2 separate regions of the Muntiacus reevesi genome follow, and region 1 is linked to region 2. A link is a contact called in public Hi-C data. All regions are on one chromosome and are shown on one strand. Each heading gives the region's core, a stretch centred on a gene start, on an enhancer-like site or on the middle of the called end of the contact. The rest is flanking DNA. Distances are from core to core; before and after follow the strand shown.

Evidence for each region. A called contact is a pair of places that touch in the nucleus more often than the background predicts.
Region 1: a Hi-C map of muscle shows a contact between it and region 2, with 4 times the contacts expected there. The contact joins the promoter of SERP1 here to the promoter of SIAH2 in region 2. A contact is called at or near these places in 2 of 3 Hi-C or Micro-C datasets (blood and muscle).

What each region holds. Positions count from the first base shown.
Region 1 is chr8:92,532,913-92,538,714 of mMunRee1.1, reverse strand. SERP1 (stress associated endoplasmic reticulum protein 1) reads right to left here and starts at 1,278. Exons shown (of 3, transcript XM_065943697.1): 1 at 788-1,278; 2 at 436-511. The coding sequence starts at 871. It overlaps EIF2A (eukaryotic translation initiation factor 2A), which reads left to right and starts at 1,536. Exons shown (of 14, transcript XM_065943694.1): 1 at 1,536-1,603. The coding sequence starts at 1,576.
Region 2 is chr8:92,316,546-92,322,340 of mMunRee1.1, reverse strand. SIAH2 (siah E3 ubiquitin protein ligase 2) reads right to left here and starts at 1,559. Exons shown (of 2, transcript XM_065942507.1): 1 at 736-1,559. The coding sequence starts at 1,158.

The DNA.
Region 1 (5,802 bases), core at 29-2,528, 220 kb before region 2:
TTTACAAAACATAACCACTTTTGACTTAAAGACATTAGATTTTGGAACACGTTAGATTAAGTTTGTATAATTCCATGAACGTGAAATTCATAAGCTTCTCTTTCGCAAAGGTTGCTAAACATTCTAAATTCTCATTCTGGGAGGTGCTTTTTCTGTTTGTTTTGGTCTAATGTTTTTCAACTCGATAATTACTGAGGACCTGACCTCCTTTTCTGTTCTCCTGTGAGCGCAAATCAAACGGGGAGAAGTTTCTAGAGCACCACCCTCTGTACATATGTGGGACAAGTAATTTGGTTCGGACGAAAGAAAATTATAGGATCTCCCGGCAGGTGGGTTGAGAAGTGCGCGGGTAGGACTCACCACTCACGGGTCACCACGTCATCCCCAAACCCGTCATCCAACACCCAACCCGACGGTCGACCCCAAAACACTTACCAGAACCACAAACAACAAAAATGAAGAGAGCCAATAACCAGGGTCCTACAGACGCCTTCTCTTCAGGAGCATTTCTCTGCAAAATGGAAAATCCGCGGTTTGCAATGTAAAAAAACGCGCCCTCAGCCCGGGCTCTCACCGCCCGCACCCCGGGCCAGGCGGCCGGGTCCCCGCACGTCACAGGTCTCTCCCGCGTTCCCGAGTCGACCAGCTCCCGCACCCATCTGTTAAGCTCCCAGCTGAGGTCCAGCTCGCGGCCTCGGGCCCGAGTCTGGGAAGAGAGCTCGACGCGGCCCTGGAGCCCGGGCCTCAGAGCCGGCTGCGGGGCGGAGAGGAGCCGGCTCTTCCTTACCGAGGTCTTGGCGACGTTGCCGCGCTGCGTGATGTTCTTGCTGTGCTTCTCGTTGGCCATACGGATCCGCTGCTTGGCGACCATCTTCGCGGCGCCACCACCTGCCCCGGCCACCCCTCGGTCTCGCTCGCTCGCTGCTTCTCGGGCCGCTGCGACCGACGCTCCGCTCCCGGTGGCCGCGCCGCCAGAGCGAGGAGGCTCTCAGGCGGGGCGCTAGCTCCGACCGCTGGGCCTGGGCGAGGCGGGCTCCGGGGTCTGAACCCTAGCGGGGCGCGGGCCGACTGACGACGCCGGACTCTCCGGCCGAGCGAGGCGGGCGCGCGGGAGGTGGAGAGCAGGCCGCCAGGATAGTCTCGCGCTGCCGCCCTGGCCTCCGCCGGGAGCGTGGTGTGTAAGAGGAAGGAAACGACCACAACGCAACAAGGAGACAGTGCAGCCCGCCGCCTCAAGCTGCTTCGGGATCGGCTGCCAACGTCAGCACTGGACTGGCCCCGCCCCGCGGAAGTGCAGGCTCCGCCTGCTGAGGAAGACTGAGAGGGAGGGTGAAGTCCGGCGCTCCGACCCTAGCCCCGCCCCTCCACGCTCCGTGAAGCGCGGCCCCAAAGTTGCGCGTGCGCGCGTTCGAGGTCTTCTCAGTGTCTCGCTCCGACCGGAAGTGAATTGGCCCCGAGGCTCATGACCCAGGAAACACAAGTTCGCCGTCTCCACGCCGGAGGAGACGTGTTGGGGCCGGGTTCGGCCCTCGTGAACTCTGACCCAAGTGTCTGAGTTTCTCTTTCCGGGACAAGATGGCGCCGTCCACGCCACTTCTGACAGGTGAGTTCTGAACGAGCGAGCGACTGTTTCTTTAGAGCAGAGTTTTTTCTTTGACCTTGGGCACCACACGAGAAGCCTTGGAGTCAGATCCGCTTTTTTGTGGATTGCAGTAGAGCCGGAGGGCCTTTTGGATTTCTTGATGTAGCGTGGCAATCGGAAGTTAGGCCCTAGCGTCGGAGCTCCAGCATCCAGCCCCCGGCTTTTGCCCATCCATCATTCTTTCCTAACACTTCAAGTTCTACGGGAATAGCGAAAGGGGCGCAAGAACAGAGTGCTAGTGGCATTTGTTACCCGGGGTCTGCAGTACCGGTGGTACTCTAACGCTTACCAGGTCACGGGCCATGTTGACAGCGTGAGGTCATTTAGCTCTGTAAAAGGAAAGTCTATTGATACTAGAGTAACCACGCACATTAAATACACCGAAATTTAACTGACGACAAATCCTGTTCTCTTTGCTTTAATGCAGTTTGTGGGACTGAGTGGAGCTGTGCTACTGTAAGTTTTACGTAGACGAGAGTGTGGTCTAGGGTAGTAACAATGAGCGTTATAAAGTAGCAACGTTAGAACATGATGGGATTCCAGAGGTTTTGAAGCCGAGGCAGAGTTTATAATGTTGGAGAAGATAATAAACTTACTCAGATAATATCGGCGATGACTCTGGACTAGAGTAGTGGCTGGAGTCTCATATACGAGCTTCAGGTAAGGGGAGGGGAGTTGGTAGAGAAAAGAAGGCTTAAGTTACCAATAACTTAATAACATGTAGAGGGAAAAAGAAACCATCGAGGAAAGGGGCTACTTCCCCCTGAGACTTGAAAGGAACCTTAAAAAACTTTTGCACCTTTTGCCATTCTGCATTTGGAGATCTTTGTTGTCAGTGTTAAGCGCACCAGGCTCATTCATATTCAGTGTGGCTACCACAGTTCTTTCATCAAACATTTGTCAAATAATGACTGATTTGTTAGATACCTGGCCAGGCAGGTACTGCCTAAAAGCGTAATTACCTAACTAAATGAATTTATTTTTCTAACTTCACAAAGGTAGCGTGTATGTTACGTACAATTTAGGAATACTGAACTTTAAAAAATTGATTTAAATTTTTAAAAATTAATACATTTTTAATGTAATCATTTTATCTTTTGCCCTTTAAAATCCCTTTATAATCTTTTGAACTGCTCTTGTCATTCATTTTACGCCTTTCAACCTCATCCTATTTTGTTCTTCATCAATATTGAGCTTCTTTAAAACCCTTGAGCTACGTATTTCCTTAGTCTAACAATATCCTCTTTCTCTTGATTTGGCTGACTTCTTTTTATCTTTTTAATTTTATTTTAGACATCATTACTTTATGAAGGCTTTCCTTAGTCTTCCCAGATAGTCAGTCTTTCCTCAGGCTGTTTTTGTACCTCGTATATAGTTTTTTTTTCTTCTCACTTATCACATAGGATAATTATCTACTTGTTTAGATGCTTTTCTCCCCTGGTAGACTGTGAACTTCTTAATGGCAGGGATAGAGTCTTGTTCATCCCTGTCTTCTCAATACCAAGTATAATGCCTGGTATACAAGAGATACTAAATATTTAGTGGAAGAATAAATTAATGAAAGATAACCCCTTTATTTGTAGTCAGACTAACCAAGAATGGCAGTTTTCTTACAATGCTTAAAATCAGGGACTTAGGTTGAAATCAAGAGCTTAAAGAGTTATCCAGTCAGTCTTCTCATTATATTCTCACATTTATAGCAGCTCAGAGAAATTAAGTAGTGAGATTCACATCACAATTTAGTGAAGTTAGGATTATATTCAATCATTCAACCCCATGTTTCATTTTTCTTTCACTGGAACACACTGATTAATCTTTTAAACATTCTGAGTGTAGGTATTTCAGTCAACAATGGATCCTTTTACTTCTAAAGTATTTTTTAAATTTATGGGATTTTGGAGTTGTTAATGATTTTAAGATTACCTAGTAAATTGTATCAGTTATTATTTTTCATTGGAAATGACAGAAAGCTAAAACAAGTGAAAGGATTAAAAAAAAAAAGTCTCATGTACCTTAAAACTTTTACTTTTACATTCAGGTATTCTCATGACTCCAAAAATCTGTTTTTCTTCATCCCTAAGCTCTTGCTTTCTTTCAGGTTAAATTTATTCTCAGGATAATGTTTTAATTGGGATCTCCAGGTTTGCATTCAGCCAGCTCAGCAGCCCCTAAGGAAAGTGCACATCTGTACCAGTGTTAAGGTTGGCTGTCTTTGAGTTGGCTTTGGTCCTGTTCACCATTTAATTAGTCAGATTTATTTGTTTATTTAAGAGTCTTTTTCTTCCCCCATGTATTTATTTATTTTTGGATGTGCTGGGTCGTGGCTTTTCACAGGCTTTCTCTAGTTGTGGTGGCTTCTCTTGTTGCAGAAAGGCTCTAGGTGCCCGGGCTTCAGTAGTTGTGGCACACAGCCTTAGTTGCGCCAGGACATGCGGAATCTTCCTGAATCAGGGATGGAACCCATGTCCCATGCATTGGTAGGTGGATTCTTTTTGTTGTTCTCCCAGTTTTATTGAGATATAATTTACATATGGCACTGTATAAGGTTAAGGTGTATAGCATAATGATGTGACTTCTATCACAAAATGATTATCACATTAAGTTTCTCATATACAATTTAAGGAAATGAAAATTTTCTTGTGATGAGAACTCTCAGGATTTACTTTTTTTTTCTGTTTGGTCTTTTAATTAACTACTTTTTAACTGAAGGATGATTGCTTTATGATATTGTGTTGGTTTCTGCCATAATCAGCATGAAGCAGCCATAGGTGTACACATGTCCCCTGGCCTCCCTCCCGTCTCCCACCCCATCCCACCCGTCTGGTTTGTCCCAGAGCCCTGGTTTGAGTTCCTGGGTCACACCGCAAAGTCCCACCGGCTGTCTGTTTTACATATGGTGCCTGTATGTTTCCATGCTACCCTCTCCGTTGGTTCCCCACCCCCCACCCCGGCGCCCGTGACAGCACATCTCTTCCCTGTCGCCATGGCTGCTGGCAGCTGGATTCTTCTTCACTGTGCCGCCAGGGAAGTCCTATATTAGTTTTTAATCAGATAATCAGAACCAGATTATTCTCACCCCTTGATATTTCCCAAAGGAAAACTAAGGTCTCCTGTAAAGGGGGTCCAGGATGCTTGGCCGTAAAAGAACAATAACACTCATGTGAAGCTCCTGTTGTTTAATCAGCTTGCCTACCTGAGGCCATTGAGATAGTCAAGATCGAGTCATTTTCATAAATTGATATATACTGCAGTGGGTGTAAGGATTGGAAATAGTGTGATATAATCACTGTATCCCAGAGCTAGGGCCATTGTTTGTTAAAGCCTCATAGTTTTCTCATATTAACTCAGGCCTAGAGCAATGAATGGTATCTATCTAGAAAGGCTAGTAAGTTTTAAAAATATACTATATAGGCACAGTATTTAATGTAATTATTGTTTTTAAACAGTAATCCTTTGTGGAACTTTGTTGTTTATTTGTTGCTTAAATGAAAAGAACCATTTGTATTCTTGATTTTTCTTTTTTTATAGAACATGTTGATCCTTTTTTGATTAAAGGGGAAAATAATTAAAAATAAGGAATCATGTCATGTCAATACACTACATTAAGCTATCCCCACACTTTACTCATTGCTTTACATTCAGTCACTTCCAATTAAAATGAATTCCTTATTAGAAAGTCATATGAAAAAAAATTGTTTCAGTTATTGAAAAGAGTTTGTTTTGAGTCCATATTTATTTTTGCTTTTATTAATTTATAGTGCAGTTTATGTTCTGTCATGAACCTGATTTTGTGTTTCATCTGATAAACTTTGTATATCTGTGTATTCAAATTTGTGGAAGAAGTTGCTCAAACTGATAATACAGTATATTATCAGTAGCATATCTTAGTGGTTCCAAAATTTCTTGCAGCACTTTCTTATAGTTGTATTTCTGTGTAGAGAAATGTAGAATAAAATATTTGTTTCAAATAGTGGTTTACATGTATGAACAAAGCTATAATGACTCATCATGATTTTTATGATGAATATAATTGATACTTAGTTCCCCTATAATAGACATATCTACGGTAAAGCATCATGTATAAAGAAGTTGTCTAATTTAATGGGAATCAACTGTATCATCAGTGCATAAAGTAGCTTTAATACGTACTTTTATCTTGC
Region 2 (5,795 bases), core at 310-2,809:
GGCCCCCCCCACCCACCTTTTTTTTTTCGCAAGAGCACTGGTAATTTTTTAACTAAACAAAAAATAAAGTGGTGGGCTTTAAAGAACTGTAACAACAGCTCCTGCGTGCCCTTCCAGTTAAATTCCCCATCAGCTCTCGTTTTCACCCCACTTTGTAAAATAACACAACTCCTCGGTCCTTGGAAGGCTAGGAGAGGGAAAGGCGTGGCTTACAAGGTTTTCTTGTTGTTGGAGGAAAACAGGCTGTAGGCGCCCTTTTTTTTTTTCTTTAAGCTACACTCCCGAGGGCTCCCACGTGTCAGGGGTGCGCAGAAGGCAGACACGGGGGGCAGGAGGAATCCAGTACCAGTCCTTCCAAGCCCAGTGCTGGCGAAGGGTCCGTTTAATTCGCTCCTTTCGCCCCTCCTCTCTCCCCCCCAGATAGTCAGCTTCTGGGTCCAAGTTTTCCTTCGGCGGCCCAGCTCTACCCAGGCTGAGTACACGTCTGCAGCGTACGCAGGCTCCGGGTGGGGACAGCGTGATCGCGTGCCAATCAGGCTGGGGTCAGTGATCGGGCAGCAGTCGGCCCAGGGCTGCTCCCAAAGTGGACAGGTGGCATGGGGGAGGGCGCAAACTTTTTCTCCCCCGTTAATAAGACAGAAGCCCACTGCCTCTCAGCGCCCGCGAATGAGCTGGGGGACACAGGAGTCCCGGGAGGTCGCTGGGCGGAGGTGCGTGGCTGGCAGCTGGGCTTACCTTGCAGGGAAACAGAACCGCCGAGGCCACCTTCTCCATAGCCAGGTTCCTGATGCTGGGCGTCAGGGCGCCGCGGCACGTCGGGCAGCAGCTCAACTTCTGGCGGCATTGGTTACACACCAGGTGCCCGGCCTGGCACTGCAGGATGGGGGGCAGGACATAGTCAAAGCACACCGGGCACTCGAAGAGCGAGGTCAGCTCGTGGTGCTGCGGAGACACCGGGCCAGCCCCGCCGCCGCCGCCGCCGCCGGGGCCCGAGATCACCGCCGCCGCGGCGGGCACCGCGGACGAGCCGGGGCCCGCAGCCGAGATGGTGGCGGCGGCCGGGGGCGCAGCCGGGGACGGAGCGTGCTGTGGCTGCGGCGGCGGCTGCTTGCTGCAGGGTTTGTTAGCGCTGGGGCCGGTGGAGGACGGGCGGCTCATCGCGCTCCGAACCAACCATGGAACTGCGGGCGCCTGCCTGCCGCGGGGCCGCCGGGGTCAAGGCGGTGCGCGCCCCGCGGGCGGCGGGCTCCGGGGCAACGCCACCGCGCCCGGCCCGGGACCGAGCAGCGGAGACGATCGGCGCCGGGCAGGATGGGGGGCCGGACCGCGCTGACGATCTCCTCGGTCCCCGGCGCTCCGAACACCCCTCCGCGTCCCCAAACTCCTCCTCCCGGCGGCGTCGCGGCCCCGAAGCCGAGCGGTGCGCAGAACCCCGGCCCACCCGCTCCCGGAGCGGCCGCTGACGCAAGCCCCGGGGGCGCGCGCGGACGTGACGCCTGGACACGTGTGCGGCCGCCCAGGCGCGCGGGGACTGGCAGAACCACCCGGAGCTGGAGCTCCGGCTCCGCCCGACTCCAGCTGGCAGCGCTGGGGACCGCCTAGCGCCGGCGCTTCCTGCCCGGGCTGCGGGCCCGGCCCGCGCCAGTGAGCATGCCCGGCTCGCCGCTGCCGCCGCGCGGGGTCTCCTTTTCCGGGCCGCGGAGGGGGCCGCCCTTCGGCGAGGCGTCGCCGGAGTTCCGTGGCCACACCCCGGGGAGTCACGCCGACGCGTTCCGCGGGCGCAAGCCGGAGGACAACTTCAGGCGGGGCGGGGCGGGACGCGGGTGCCCAGGGACCGGTCGCAAAAGGCCGAGAGGGTTCTCTTCGCCGGCTTGAGTCAGCAGCGCGAGGGGGAGGCGTGACCGCGGCCAGGGCGGCTCTTAGGCTGGAGCGCGGGGTCAGGACCCAGAGCTTTGGGCGGGAGCGGAGCAAGGGGCTGGGGATGGGTCTGCAGCGGGCGCAGGCCCTAGTGCTGGGATGTTAAGGGTTTGGTCCTGCTCCTCCCGGGGGGAGAGGAGGTAAACTCGTCTTTGACCGTCGGACCTGCCAAAGCCTTCGCTGAATTGAGTTGAGCGCCTCTGGCTTGCTAGAGGGCAGGGAGGGAGTTCGCGGACAGAGTTAACTAAAAGGAGCTCGAGATCGCCAGAGTCAAAGAATGCCAGAAATGTGGCTTGGGTCCTGGAAGCCCCGGAAGACAGTGGATGACGCTCCAGTACATCGCATCCTTAGATCCCGCGGAAGTCCAAGACTTCGACGGCAGGATGTGGGCCCTGGCCCCACACGCTCAGCCGCAGCCCTGGAGGGAGAACCACAAGTTAACGCGTACGGAGTTGAATTGCTTTTCTGCAACTTTGACCCACTGACCCTGGAATTGAGGCAATGCGCTATGTAGCTGGTACACAGGTGACAGCAGAGGCAGTGGTAAAGACTAGGTGAAAAACGGGCCTCTGCTTACCATCGGTGTGACTTTGGACAGGTTCTTTATTTCTCTGTGCCTCAGTTTCCTCATTTGAGAAAGTGGAATAAAAACAGTACCTATCTTATGGGTGGGATAGTGAGGATTAAATGAGTTTGTATATGCCAAGAACCTGGCCCATCATAAGAGCGGCTTAAAGGTTAGCAGTTAATCTTAAAAAGTAGTATTAGAGAATGTTTAATAATATTAATGAGTATCAGTGAATAAAATTTGTCCAAAAAATAGACTGTTAGAAGCCAGAAGAAAGTTTAGTCTTATACACGGTATATAGAAAGAGTACATGCAAGGAATTTGTGGCATTTGATCTAAATCTTGAAAAAAAATTAACAGATACGTTGTTCAATCTTAAGTAAACGTTTCCTGAGCATTTATTATGTATCAGCAGTCACTGTTGGACTCTGAAAATGGTTCTAGCTTGGTCTACTAATGGTAAGGGAACAATATGCTAATAGCCAGACACTCATGAAAGAGTTTCAGATGAATCGGTGTTCCTGTGAGGGGTGGTGGTGAAGATACTGTAGCAGCAGCTAAAGCACATTGAGAGAATGTTTGGGACTTGCGGGCCTAGGGGTGGTACATGGGAGCCTCAGTTGGCCTGATGAGACCTTTGCATCAGTGACAAGGGGTAGCCTCTAGGTTTTTGGAAGGCACAGTAATGTGGCTGAGCCTGAGTTTTTGGAAGAGTACTCTGGGAATACAAAAAAATAATAACTGATGTTTATTAAATGTCCACTGTGTGCCAGGAACAGATGGTTCTCAGGCCTCTGCACTAATCCTACAGGGAGGATATTAATGTTATCATTTCCATTTTATAGTTGAGGACACTGAGACGCAGAAAGACTTAATTTGCTCAAGATCACATAGCTAATCATGTTGGAGAGGCTTCAGCTTAGCTTTTCCCCAAGTTTTCTTTTTGTTATTTTGACCTTGGACTATTTTTTAAGTCTTTATTGAATTTGTTACAGTGTTGCTTCTGTTCTGTGTTTTGGTTTTGTTGATGCAGGTGGGAGGCATGGCTTCTACCAAGGATTGAACCCACACCCACTGGCCGGGAAGGTGGAGTCTTAACCCCTGGACTGCCAGGGAAGTCCCAGGGCCCTTCTTGCTGATCTTTATACCTTTCAGTAATACCCCCAAAACTGCTTATAGTCTGGTTAAAGAGTTAAGGTTAGCACACTCAACACAGAAGACAGTTCGGCAGCCTCTCACAGAGCACTGAATTTTGTGGGTACGCTTCACCTAACTTCTTTCCTTAGCTGGTCATAAGAGGAAAAAATTTAATCATATTTTTTGTTCCATTTTTACCTTTTCATGGCCTGAAGAACACAATAGCGACAATAGAGAAAAAAAACACCCAGTTTCACATTTATTGGAGAAAATAGAATATTTTCCACTTTTAATGTAAAAGCCAAGCAAATGGAATTTATTACACGTGCTTTCATTCTCTCCTTCTCTCAGTGCAGGTGGCTCCCGTTCTCAGGTCTCACTAGCTCTCACTTGAGAAGCGAGGTCCCCACACTTGCCACGTTGATATGAATTTTCAGTATTCCAGCCAGCTAGGCCCTGGTTGTTGTACACGCAGCTTGGTTTCAGATGGGAAAAGCAATTCTCTGCAGAGAGGATCTGGTTTATTCTTCAAAAAAAAAAAAAAAAAAACAAAACAAAACCCAACTAATCTATCCACTCTTAACCCTGGCAGATGCTTCCTCCCATAATACGGAGACATTTCTTCTTGCTTCCTCCCTCATATCATTGCACTTCCGAGTAAATTGAGCAGGGTGATTAAAAAAAAAAACTGCTGAGGCAGTTGCTGGGCGTGAGCAGGGTGAGCGTGGACAGGCCTGCTGGCTAACCTGCATCAGTGCCCTCTCCAGGCTGCCCGGCTGGCCTTTCTGGTCCTGCTTCCTGCTTCCGTGGGGCTTTTGAATCAGATAGAGGTGGCCTTTGCACATTGGGCGCTGTGAGCTGGGGCGGCCTCCCAGGAGGCCCTGTGTGCCGAGTGGAGTTGTGTTTACTTGCCCCTGGGAGTTGCAGCTGTGGCTGCGGGCTTTGTGGCCTGGGGAGGGCAGTGGGGAGTCCAGCCTTTTGTTATCACCTGATTCCTGACCCATTTACCACACCTGCTGGATGGCAGGCTGGCTGCCTTCCCCCACCCACCGAGGCCTGGATTACACAAGAGGGGCATGGTGAAGCAGGACACACTCCTTAACCCCCCCCCCCCCCCGTATTACCCTTTATAGATTAGGGGTGAACGGAATAACCCATCTTTCCCTAAAACATCAGGGTGGGTCTTGTTTGTAAAAGCTCACAGGTGACCCCTAATCTCACTTAAACTGCTGAGCATGGTGATAAAGACTCGCTCTCACTCTTCTTTCTGTAACTTACAAATTGTGTGGTTTTGCTAATTAGGCAGCTTCTGCAATCAGGCAAGTGGTGTGCCTTTGCAGAGCGAAGTGTGGTCGGCCTTTTCTGTTTAGACATAGAGATGACTCAGGAGTGCACTGGAGCCTGCTGCGTGGAAATTTCTGATAAGAGTAGCGCTAGTGGGAAATTTGGAGGTGACTGTGTGACTCCTTCACCCTGGTAATTATGGTAGGTACTTTTACCTTTAGAAAGTACTTTTGTTTCTGGGGTAGTTTCCACGTGCTCAAACTTCTTTTGAGTAACTAGGGGTCGTTTAAGGCAAGTATTTCTTGAACAGCTGCCGCAGACTTGGGCTTTCCTGGTGGCGCAGTGGTGATGCAAGAGACAGAAGAGATGCAGGTTTGATCCCTGGGTGGGCAAGATCCCCTGGAGAAAGAAAGGGCAACCCACTCCAGTCTTCTTGCCTGGAGAATCCCTTGAACGGAGGAGCCTGGTGGGTCGAGAGAGTCAGATACAACTGCAGTGACTGACCACCCACCAGCGCAGACTGCGCTGCGCCCCGTTTGGAGCAGGTGTGTGCATTCGCATTATTTCTTGTGTCCATACTTAGCTCATGTTTCCGTAGTGTTCACTGTATGCCAGGTAATATTCTCAGCACTTGATGTATCTTAATTCTCTTAATTCTCATCATGTCTCCTATAAGGTAGCTGTTTACAGGTGACAAAACTAAAGTACAGAGATGCCAAGTTACTCGTCACGAGTAGCCTTGAAGATGGCTTGGTGATCCCTCCTCCTGGTGTCCGCCCTCAGTGTTATCATGAGAGCCACACGTGCTAACTCCCCTTATTTATTTATTTATTTTTAATTGACGTATAGTTGATTTACAATGTTGGGTTAGTTTCAGGTGTACGACAAA